Linked DNA regions of Anser cygnoides: all the other regions are linked to region 1. Evidence: chromatin contacts called from public Hi-C data. All regions are on one chromosome and are shown on one strand. The core of a region is the stretch at or near the end of the contact, and the rest is flanking DNA. Distances in the headings are between cores, read along the strand shown.

What was found. Hi-C and Micro-C count contacts between places; a contact is called where the count stands out from the background.
Region 2: a contact with region 1 is called in a Hi-C map of liver, with 2.6 times the contacts expected there. The contact joins the promoter of BFAR here to the promoter of LITAF in region 1. A contact is called at or near these places in 2 of 7 Hi-C or Micro-C datasets (both in liver).
Region 3: a contact with region 1 is called in a Hi-C map of liver, with 5 times the contacts expected there. The contact joins the promoter of ZC3H7A here to the promoter of LITAF in region 1. A contact is called at or near these places in 2 of 7 Hi-C or Micro-C datasets (both in liver).

Annotation. Positions count from the first base shown.
Region 1 is chr15:17,863,766-17,867,378 of Taihu_goose_T2T_genome, forward strand. LITAF (lipopolysaccharide induced TNF factor) reads right to left here and starts at 1,845. Exons shown (of 5, transcript XM_048053758.2): 1 at 1,709-1,845.
Region 2 is chr15:18,046,713-18,050,325 of Taihu_goose_T2T_genome, forward strand. It overlaps BFAR (bifunctional apoptosis regulator), which reads right to left and starts at 1,703. Exons shown (of 8, transcript XM_013189502.3): 1 at 1,480-1,703; 2 at 1-223. The coding sequence starts at 158.
Region 3 is chr15:18,006,316-18,009,928 of Taihu_goose_T2T_genome, forward strand. ZC3H7A (zinc finger CCCH-type containing 7A) reads right to left here and starts at 1,661. Exons shown (of 23, transcript XM_048052257.2): 1 at 1,531-1,661. It overlaps PLA2G10 (phospholipase A2 group X), which reads left to right and starts at 290. Exons shown (of 8, transcript XM_066977981.1): 1 at 290-830; 2 at 2,682-2,875.

The DNA.
Region 1 (3,613 bases), core at 595-3,094:
TACTTATTTTCAAATGACGTTGCATTTTTCAGTTCTTACCACTGACTAATTTGGGGCAGGTGGTTCTATTTAAAAATGATATCTATCCTTTTTTGCTTCCCTCCACCCTACAAGACAGAAGCAAACAGGTTCCAGGTCTTAACAGCAGCATCCCTGGAACAATGACGTCTCCTATGCCTTCCTTTTCTTCTTCTCCCCCCCCCCCTTTTTTTTTAATTAACTAAGGAGGACATTTCAATTCTGAGGCACAGATAACTATCAAGTACTAAAACAAACAGTGTAAAAATAAAACCAAGTATCAGTCCCATTAATACATCTATCTAATTTCTAATGGAAATTAGAATAGAATTTCTATTTCTAATGGAAATTCTTTAAAAAAGAACAAGATGACATCAGGACTAAAAGACAATCTCATCAAAAGATTAATCACTGTGGATGCAACCACAACTTCAGCTTGTCAACAGAATTTTGCTGATGTCCCTCTTGCTCTAAACGTCAACCCTAAAGAAATATTTGAACTATTACTTCATACGCCCAGCGCAAACATGTGTCTTGCAATCCAGCTTGAAGATTAGCCTGGGGACAAGAGAAAGAGAAGGTAATAACCCACCTCTCTACTTAGCGTAAAGACACCGAAAATAAAGGCTTATGAAAACAGATTTCCTAACCCAGCCTGGCCAAGTAAATACACTGTTATCCTTCCCTTATTCTTTAGCTAAGATTTGGCAGGATTAATCTGTTTGCACTATTCCTCCTCAGTTCCCATTGCTAGAAACCCCAGGCTGCTCTCCAACACCATGACTAATTACAGGGGCTCTGTCACAGCGGCGCTGAAGACAGCTGCTGATCAACAGCACCCGGAACAAAAGGCAGATTGACAGCTAATCTTTTTTTTAAACAATCAGGCAGGATATACAGGTTTATGGGAGCACTCGGGATTTTTGCAGCACGCAGCAGCAAGCTGTAGCACAGCACTTGCTGGGGCCACCATCTTGGTTACCTGAACTCCAGACAACAGCTTCCTAACTCACCAACCTGCTGAGAAACAGCGCGTTAAAGTCACGCAGATTTCTTAGATGTTTGTGAAAGAATAAAACTCTGTTATACTTTAAGGGGAAAAAACAAACAAACAAAAAGTTCAATACATTATTGTTTCAGTAAGACAACCAGTGCCATTGGAGTCACACTGGATTTACCAACAAAACACTAGCAAATAAAACACTAAGAGACCAGAAATCGCATTAGGCATCCCGTGGTCCTGAGAAGAGGAGGCTACACACTTCAGGTTTGGTAAGGCAGAAAGTAAACACGGCCACGCACCCGGCGAGGCGGCGGGGGCAGCGCCAGCGCCACAGGGAGCTGAGCTGAGCTGAGCTGCGCCGCGCCCTCAGGGGAGCGGCCCTGACAGAGAGACGCCCGGTGCCGTCCCTTCTTCCCTTTCTTTCCCTTCCCTTCTTCCTTTCCCTTCTTCTCTTCCTCTCCCTGCCCACAGCTTCGGTGACCACCGACGGCTTCCTCCGAGGGGCCCGGCGCTTTCCCGCCCGTCCCGGCTCCAGAGGCGCCCGCGCAGCCCCGGATCCCCCCGGCCCGTCCCTTACCGCTCCGCAGCTGTCGCCGCCTGCCCTCCCCGCCGCCCGGCTGGAGCCGCCGTCCCGTCCCGTCCCGTCTCTTTCTCCTCCCCTTCCCCGAGGCTGCACGAATCACGCACCTTGCCCCGGACACCCCCGGCCCCGGGACCGGCCGCCCCCGCTCCGCCTCTCCGGCACCTGGCAGCGGGGCGAGAGGAGAAGGAAAACGAAATGCAAAAAAAAAAGCCTCAGGAAACACGAAAAGTTCGACGCACGACGCCGGGAGTGGAGGCTGCCTCCTCAGAGAAACGTCCCGCTGGAAGGTCTTGCCCAGGGGCTACGCGCAGGTTCCCAGATTCACAGGGATCCTCAGCTTCCCAGTAATCAGCATTGCCAGACTGCCTGTTTCCTAGCACAGGAGGAAAAAATAAATCCTTCCTCTAATTCCTTGATATGCCTGTGTTACCAGGATCATCTCTTTCAGCCAGTGCTGCATGTGACAAAACTGAAAGAAAATTATTAAAGAAACCTCCCAACAGATCCAGTGTCGTTAACTGGGGCTCTTAGAACCAATTAATTGGATTCAGCCTTTGGAAGCTACAGAGGTTGTTGTTCCTTCATCCATCCAACCCAACAGTTCAAAAATATGTGCCAAGGTAAGACAGAAACCATTACTGGCCAGATCGCTGAAAGGGATTCACCAAGGGCTGCTTCTGCTTCACCACTGCAGTTTAAATGAGCCAGTTGGCAAGATTTGTTATTTAAGTGCTTCAATCTGCTTTGGACTGGAAGGAGTCACCAACCCCCCAGGGCTCAGCAGGGACTCTATGGTAGGCCTTTTGGCTGAAAGTATCTAAAATCTGTTAAAGTCTTAGTTTTGTGCTTAAAACCTTTCTTGGCCCTTGCCCTAAGTAACACGTATATTCAATTCAAGTCCATCCCAGGGCCAGGATTCAGGTTTCATAGGACAAAAGGTGCACTCGCTCCAAGTGACGAGAAGCCCAAGAGTCAACTCTGCGGTCAGAGGGATCTACCGTATTGCCTACAGGTATGTGTATGCAGGGTTTTGATCAGATAGTGAAGTACAAGGGCTCTGCTAGCATGAATACTCCTCACCCCTGATTCTGTTAAAAAAAAAAAAAAGTGGTGGGTTTTGCTTTTGTTTTGATTCGGCAGCAGTCAGTCCTTCCTGCTTGTTAGCGTTTGACCCCGAGGATAGAACACGACTTAGATGTGAGTAACTTTTCATCATTGTCAAGAAATCACATTATAGGTCATGATATTTATCTCAGAAGCAGGATATGTGTAATTTCTGCCTTGGTGCCCTGGCTTTGTTAAAACTGGAGTAATTGTGCTCTTTGTAACTGAATTTCCTTTGCCAGGTGGATGTGAGCAGCTTAGAAGCCACAGCAGAGAGAAGCCAGGACTAAACGCATCTCCTGGGGTGCAATAAGGCATGAGCCTCATCTGAAAGCCTTCTTACTGCCAGTGCTATATTTTTTGCTTACATCTCATCACAGGCTGCCTCATGCTACAGCTTTTACCCCTCTCTGCAGACCCCAATAACATTGTGCCGTTTTGCCCTACCACTCTTCTTACCAAATGTCCATATACAGCTTGGTGGTTAGGCCACTAACAGCATCAGTTTAGCAGTGCACAAGTGTATTTCCTCTCATTACCCCTCCTCCTGCCCACCTATCTCACCATTTACCAGTTCCTCCCTTTCCAGTCCTTTTCCGGCGATGCAGAGTGAAGCTAGGGACAGCTTGACCCACTCTTCCTGGGGTCAGCCACAGTAGACCAAGTGGTTGGGTGGGGACACGCAGCATGAACTCACTTCGTGCTTGAGGAAACACAGCTAGAAATTGAGAGAAATCTTGATCATCTCCCCCACTCCGTGAGCTGTGTTCTGAAGATGATATATTTAACTTGTTAAAAAAAAAAGAAGAAAGGCCACATGACAAATTCAGAAAATTTACGTAGGTCCCAACGCAGTATCCCACAAGAGCTCTGCTCTGTCACCTTTCTGGTGGTATGATGTACGA
Region 2 (3,613 bases), core at 453-2,952, 180 kb after region 1:
CTGTGTCCACAGTTCAGGGTGGTGGGATAAACCAGAATGTCATAACAGCAATGGCAATGGAACTCACTAACTGATATTCGCCGACTGATTTCAGGGGTAGCATGTGCTTTAACTTCTGCCCTCTCAGGTTCACCTTGTGAAGTCTCATCTTCTTCCATTTTCTTTTATACCTTATGCAAACCAAAAGCTCTCTCAGATCTTCAAATCTGGTACAGCATTACTTCTGCAAAGCAACAAGACAAGTCTCAATAAGAAAAGAAAGTTACTAAATATGTTTAGAATTGCAAGTTTATTTTATCATCGTAACATCTGTCACTCTGATGGTTTTAAACTTTTTAACTAACTTAACTCTTCCCAAAATGACACATGATCTACTTTTTCAAAAAATATGTATTTATTGCAAACTACAATCAAAATCAGACTCTAGATGTAAAGTGTTGAGCTCAGTCTCCCTGTATGTTTTTTTCCAGTGTTAGGTAGCACATGAAAGTGAAACCAAAAACCTCACCAATTCTCCGATTCAGACGCCCATCTTATTTTGGCCAATCAATCAAAAGAAACATCATTAGAAAATACCAGGAGAGAATAAAAAAATAAAACCAACACCAGAATACATGCAACATTTTGATCTAATTTACTCTGGCACTATTCTTTACAAGTATATGGAATAAAATTTAACAAAGACCAATGCTAGGCAATGTAAAAACCCCCAGTTCATGAAGTCACAAGCCTCAAAATTATAAGGGATTGTTCTGTTTGCCATCTCAGTGAAGGACTGAGCTCTGTATTAACTTCTTTACTAGTAATTACCCATTGCTGGTATTTCTGAAAATGCAGAGCTGAGAAAAGTGTAAGATTTCCACATTTTTTCCAGTGTAAGTTTCCCCCCCAGCTTGCCAAAAATATCATCCTATTTATGTTCCTACTACACTCTGTCAACTGGTCGTATCTAGTTTCTTAGGACACACATTGATCCAGATGACTTATCATTACATGTTAGAAAGGACCAAGGGCTGAAGGATTTTCCCCTCAGGCATTAACAAACTTATATACGCTTATGCTCTCCCCCATCTGACTGCTGCTCACTACCGGGTTACCATCTTTCCATCCAGACTAGACCCAACACAAGAAGTAAGCATGCAAGTTTGTAAGAAAAAAGAATAATGAAGCCCGACAAGCAGTACAGCGCTACATACCGATAGCGCAGCCAGGCTCCCGAGAGCGCTCACCACCACTTCTCTTCCCAGCCAAGCACAAGCTGTCGGCTTGCTACGTAAAGCAAGCGACACATCACTTCCAAGAGGAAGAAACCAAACCAAGCTTTTGCGTCTGAAAACGTCCTCCTCCTCCTTTTCTAAAAGGGAGAGGCAGCGGGGTTCTCCGCAGACCCACCTCACCTCAGCACCCGGCAGGAGCCCCAGAGCTTCCCCGGCGTCTTCCCCGCTACCCGCCCACTCCCTACCGCCTCGGCGCTGCCACCTCAGCCGAGGCCCGGGCCCAGGTCGACCTTCTGTTCCTCCCGCCCCGGAGCGGCGCCAGGCGGGGCGGACACGCCTCAAGCCCGCCTTCCCTTCACCGGGTACGAGCCGCGCCGCTAACCCCGGCCCCCTCAGAGCTCGCAGCACCCTCAGGGCGCGGCCGGCTCCGCTACCCAGCGCTCCTCGTCAGGCCCAGGCCCGGCCCGACTCGTGTCGTTTTAAGCCCCGCGCTGCGCCATGCTAGGGCACCGCTACGCGGTCTTAACGCGCTCCTACACTCGTGAGTCGGGCTGCGTTTGCTGAACGCACGTTTGCACGCTCATCTTCCTTCACGGAAACGTGGTCCGAGGTTTATTTTACAAGTTGAGATCTAGAGGGCTAATTGCAGAGGTCAATTAGGCTTCTAGAGGCTTGTTCAACAGCAGCGCTAATGCATACTGCAGTGAGTTGGCTCACACGGGCTATTTTTACTACATTTGAGAGTATTTCTCTATATAACACACGTTCACAAATATTTATATCAGTCTCTGTTCCCTTACTGTATTTCGTTTTGACTAGAGTCCAAAACAAATTGATTTTTTAAGTAGGGTTGAAATGTATTTTTCACTGTGTGATATGAAGTAACATTTTCATAAAGATTTTGTTCATGTTCAGCTTGGCACAACCTACAAATCCAGTTCAAATGACATCTGAGGTACCCAAACCAGATATCGAACATTACCACTAGTTCAGCCTATTTCAATAATGAAAGTAATAGTCTCTCATTGCTTCCTCTCCCGTATTATCCAGGTGTCTCCAGAGGCCAATTGTTCCTGTGCTGACACATGCACAGTCCTATTTTTGTTTGCTCTAGAACTATTCTAATCTGATTTCTTCCGGGACAGAAAAACACACAGATGAGAAGTTCATAACTCTTTGAGCAACAATCCAATACTTGTATACCACACTTGCATATTTATTTGGTTTACTTACCAGTTATTGCTTCTTCACATGCAAGTGGAGTTCCATTAGCAATATTGCAGCTATTATTGCTTGGATCTGTTTCTGATTAAAAAAGGAGCATCCAATTCTGACCTTCTTTAAAGTGATATATTAAAGGTACTAAACAAATTTCCATTGACATGGAATAAGTAGGCATATATGTTCAAGCATACACACCATTGCTAGATTTTTTAAACACAATTTTAGTTACAATGGTTCAGGGATCATAGGAATGATTTTGGACTCCAAAGCAGATTTCAGCTTTAGTCAAATAAAAATGAAGAATTCCACTATCAGCACAGAGTAAATGGTAAGTCTGTACCAGCTAACTTCCAATGCTTCATAGCAAAAAAAAGCAATGTAACCTTGTAATTAGCTGTTTGCCCTGCTCTCTCTCAAGATTACTCAGTCATTTGGAAAGCAGCCAATCTTTTCCTATGTCATTAAAAAATGGGAGCTTTGAGGAACTAAGATTACAAGCTATATTTTCATAAGTGCAGTTGCTTTAATGTATACATGGAAAAAAAATCAGGTAGGTACTTATTTCATTTTGTAAATATGTTATCTTCTGAAACTAAACAGAAGTGAAGATGTATGCCTCTGAAACATTAAGGACAATTACACAATAATTGATATTAAAACTTGAATAAATATCATAAGAATTATAAATTCTTTTTAACACCTAATAGCATTTCCTTTTTATTGCAATAAACTTTGTATAGGAAAACAGTTAAGAGGAGAATGTTCCAAAAGTGGATCAAAGAACAAGCAGCCTAGGCTGTCAACAGTCATGCAGAATTTCATTTTTCTCCAGAGCAGACCCTCTCAGAAAAACAAAGGAAGACAAATGACTCTCATCTATTCGACCTTTAGTTCTGTAGCTTGGGACAAACTTTTTGTTTCAAAAAAATCCAAAAGTAAATCTGAGGTGATTAACTGGACATTAGACCAGCAATGAGAAAAGATGTGTAGCATCAAACAGTAGTTCAAATTACTATAAATTAGATAGAAACTACTTGTGATGAATAATTGCCAGACTCCACAAAACCCTAATTAAGCAGAGTACTCTGCTGTTAATGTAAAAAAATGCTTTTTACCATATATAGATGGCATATTGCCAAGATGCTGCACTCTTAAAACCAGAGCATATAATA
Region 3 (3,613 bases), core at 411-2,910, 140 kb after region 1:
GGCCAAAAATGAATCCATCATCTACACCTTCATATGTTAAAGCTTTATTCAGCAATCAGAAGTTGTCAAGCCACAAGTCTGGTTGTAAAACTAAAACGTGAACAGCTCACCACTGTTCGCATATAGGAAAACCGTACTCCTAAAGAACAAAGTTGTATTCTGGGCCCAAGGGTAAAAGGAATCCTGCAAAGGGGACAGGGAAGACTGAAGCAGAAAAGGGCGTGCAAGTAATTGACTGAAAGGCAGCCAGTACAGATCCCTTCCTCCCATGAGGAGTTGAAGCCTGTTTCTGCCACAACCCCTGGCACCTCTGAGCAGGGCAATGAGCACAGCGTGTTTGGGTGCTGGGATCCAAACAGAGCTGCAAATGCACAACTCCACAGCCGGGGGCACATACCGTACCCTACCTGCTTCCCAGCGAGACAGAGGCAAAACCACCTCGGCAGGGGCCAGGCTGGACATCGGGCACCTGCCCCAGGGGGATGAACCCGGCCCAACACAGGCTGCTCGAAGCCACCCCGTCGCTCATCCCGCCGCCCGGCTGTTTAACCGGCTCACTGCAGATCACCACAAAGCGCAGCCCCTTCCCGAGAGCCTGAACCGCTCAGCGCGCTCGGGTTGGCACCCCGGTGAGGAAGGGGAAGCCGCGAGCTTGACACAAAGCGCTTTCAGAAGGATCTTCCTGGGGCAGCGCAGGCACAGAAGAGCTCGGCGCCTCGGCCACGCACCGCCGGGCGCTGCCCCGGGCAGCTCAGGGTAACGGGCAGAGGAAGGAGGGGGAGCAGCGCAGAACAGGCAGCTTTTGTTACTTCTGGGCCCCCGCTCCGCAGGTACCAGCGCCACGCGGCCAGCTCCCCCGGTGGAGGCACCCCTGACACGCGGCTCAGCCTCGGGCTCGCTTTCTTCCCGCAGGAGCAGCCCCAGCCCCACGGCACCGCCCCCGTAACGCGAACGGAGCGGAGCGCGCCGCAGGCTGCCCCCGGGCTCGCCCCACGTTACTCCCGCGGGTACCTCCCCGCAGCCCCACACCCGGTACCCCCGCGGCACCGCCCGCCCGCCGTGCCCGCCGCGCCTTCCCGAGCCGCCGGAGCCCCGCGGGCGAACAAAGGAGCGGCGTAACGCCGCCTCACTCCCCCGGCGGCCGGACAGCGGGCCGGGGCCGCGCGTTACGCTCCGCGCACGAATCGCGCCGAGCACCGGACCCAGCCCGGGACCGGGGCAGCCGCAGCCCCTCCACAGGCCGGGACGCGCGGGCACCGGGCCCAGCCCCACCGAGCGGCCGAGCCCCACGGGGCTGCCCCTGCCCCTGCCCCTGCCCCTGCCCCTACCCCTACCCCTACCCCTACCCCTACCCCTACCCCCCCCCCGCCGCCTGCCCGCGCCCCGCTACCCCCGCGGGCCTAGCGCCCCCCGCTCCCCACACGGGCGCACCAGCCCGAGCGTCCCCCCGCCGCCTTTGTTACCCGCGGACAAGGAGCCGCGCAGCCGGGCCCAGCCCGTGCCGTCCCCCCCCCCCCCACCCTACCCTACCTGTGGCTGCCCGCGGCCCCCACGGCGGCGACAACGGTGGCTCCACCTCCCCCGGCCCGGCCCGGCCCCGCCGCCCGCGCAAGCGCCCCCTGCCGCCCGGAGGCCGCCGATTGGCCGCAGCGCCCAGCGCCGCCCGCTCCCCCATTGGCTCGCCGCCCTTGTTTGGGAAACCCACCCTCCTGATTGGTGGCGGCGCGGGGGGGGGGCTTTGGCGCTGATTGGCTGGGTGCTGGGAAGCCCCGCCTCTTTTTTTCCGCCGCGCGCAGCTCGCCCCGCCGCGCTGCCGCCAGGGCCTGCCGGGGGGGGGCGGTGCCTTTAAGGCCTTCGGTCGGCTATCGCGGAAGTAGCGTGACGTACAGCGTGACGTAGCAGCCTACCGGCGGTGCCTCACGGGAGTGCTGGCCGACGGCGACGTCACCCCCCCGCTGCGGCCCGGGGGGCGCTGGGCGCTTCCTCTGCGCATGCTCGGGTGGGGGCGCCTGAGGGAGCTGAGCTCTGGGGGATCCTTGAGGGGACGGCGGCCTGAGGGAGCGGCCCGTGTTTATGGAAACTTTTTTTATTTCTTTTTTGCCGAATAATAAAATCCGAGTGAACCGAGCCGTTGCGTTGTCGTTCCTCGCGAGTGCTCACCGCTTCCACCTTGGGACCTGACGGGGGGCCGGGGCTCCGCGTGCGTGTCCCAGTACCGGGAGGCTGTGGGGCCCCTCGCCGGGGCGTCCCCGCTGACGCCGGGTGCCGAAGGGCGCACCGGTGCCGGCAGGTATCCGTGCGGTAGAGCCCTGCAGAGCAAAACGTCCCGGGCCTTCCCCTAGTGCACGGGGCGGTGGTGCCTCAGGCGCAGTCAGGCCCCTGGCAGATGCCCTCGGCTCGGCAGCGTCAATCAGCTCTGCTCTAATTACTGCCGGGAGGCTGAGCATAAATTGCTGAGCGTTGCTTTGAGGCCTTTCTAAGCCGCGGTAGCTGAATCGCCTCCGGATAACCTGGCTGATGTGAGCTTGTGATTCAAGGTTAACCTGATGCAAGGTTGCGATTCCTGAAACTAAGCATGAGAATTTAATTGCAGCAGTTAGCCATGAAAGAGTTAAGTATATAAGATGAAATTTAAAAGCCCTCTAAAACTGAACACAAAATCGGGTTGTTGTTCACTGCAGAAGCTAAAGGATGGTGAGAGGCGGGAAAAAAGCATGCCCAGGACAACAGTTGTTGTACTCACGGATCATAAACTACGAGCTGGACCATGAAGATGGTAAGACGGCTTAGACAATCCCACGTTATAACTGTGTGAACACTGAGCAGCTTCAAGCAATACAATCGCTCTCATCCAGAACAACAAACCAAAGCTCAGGTAAAATCTTTCAGCTGATAGAAGCACGTTAAAAATATTGGTCCTAGCCGTTAATCCTTTCAATGTATGGGTATTGCATAAATCATGATGTACACACCACTCACCACTAAAAGATGCCTTGCTGTGAATTCCACCTATGGGCTGACCAATTTGGGAGAGTTTCAGGTGTAGGATGGACTGCAGAAGTGAGGCTGAAAATTGCGTGTGATGACATTAAAGTACAGAAAACGCTGTAAGAGCACCCTATGTATCAAACACTTAGGAAGCAAAGCAGATTTTGTGCTAGAATTATGATGTTGTTGAACTACTTTATTTATTTATTTATTTATTTATTACAAACAAATTGTACCCTATAAAGCAGCTCCAGCAGCATAGCAGTGGCACTCTGGGAGAGCGGGAGCTTTGGAGTCGTGGTTTCGTGTTATGTACCAGGTGTGCAAAATAACAGGAGTATATGGCAAGGCATTGACCCAAAACCAAGTTTTTGAGGAAATAATATATTTTGCTTTTATATAAACTGAAAGTATATAACATAATTATTTTCATTTGTTTAAATTGATTTTATGGTATAGTAACTCAGAGGAATAGAATAGTAGTTATACTTCAACCATCTTGAACTGACTTATTGTCACGAGTTAACAGGTGATAATTACTCCTGTTACATAACCTGATTATCTTTCACTTTAAAATACTCTTTGTGGAAGCCTACAAAAACTTACCAGACTTTTTTTTTTTGAC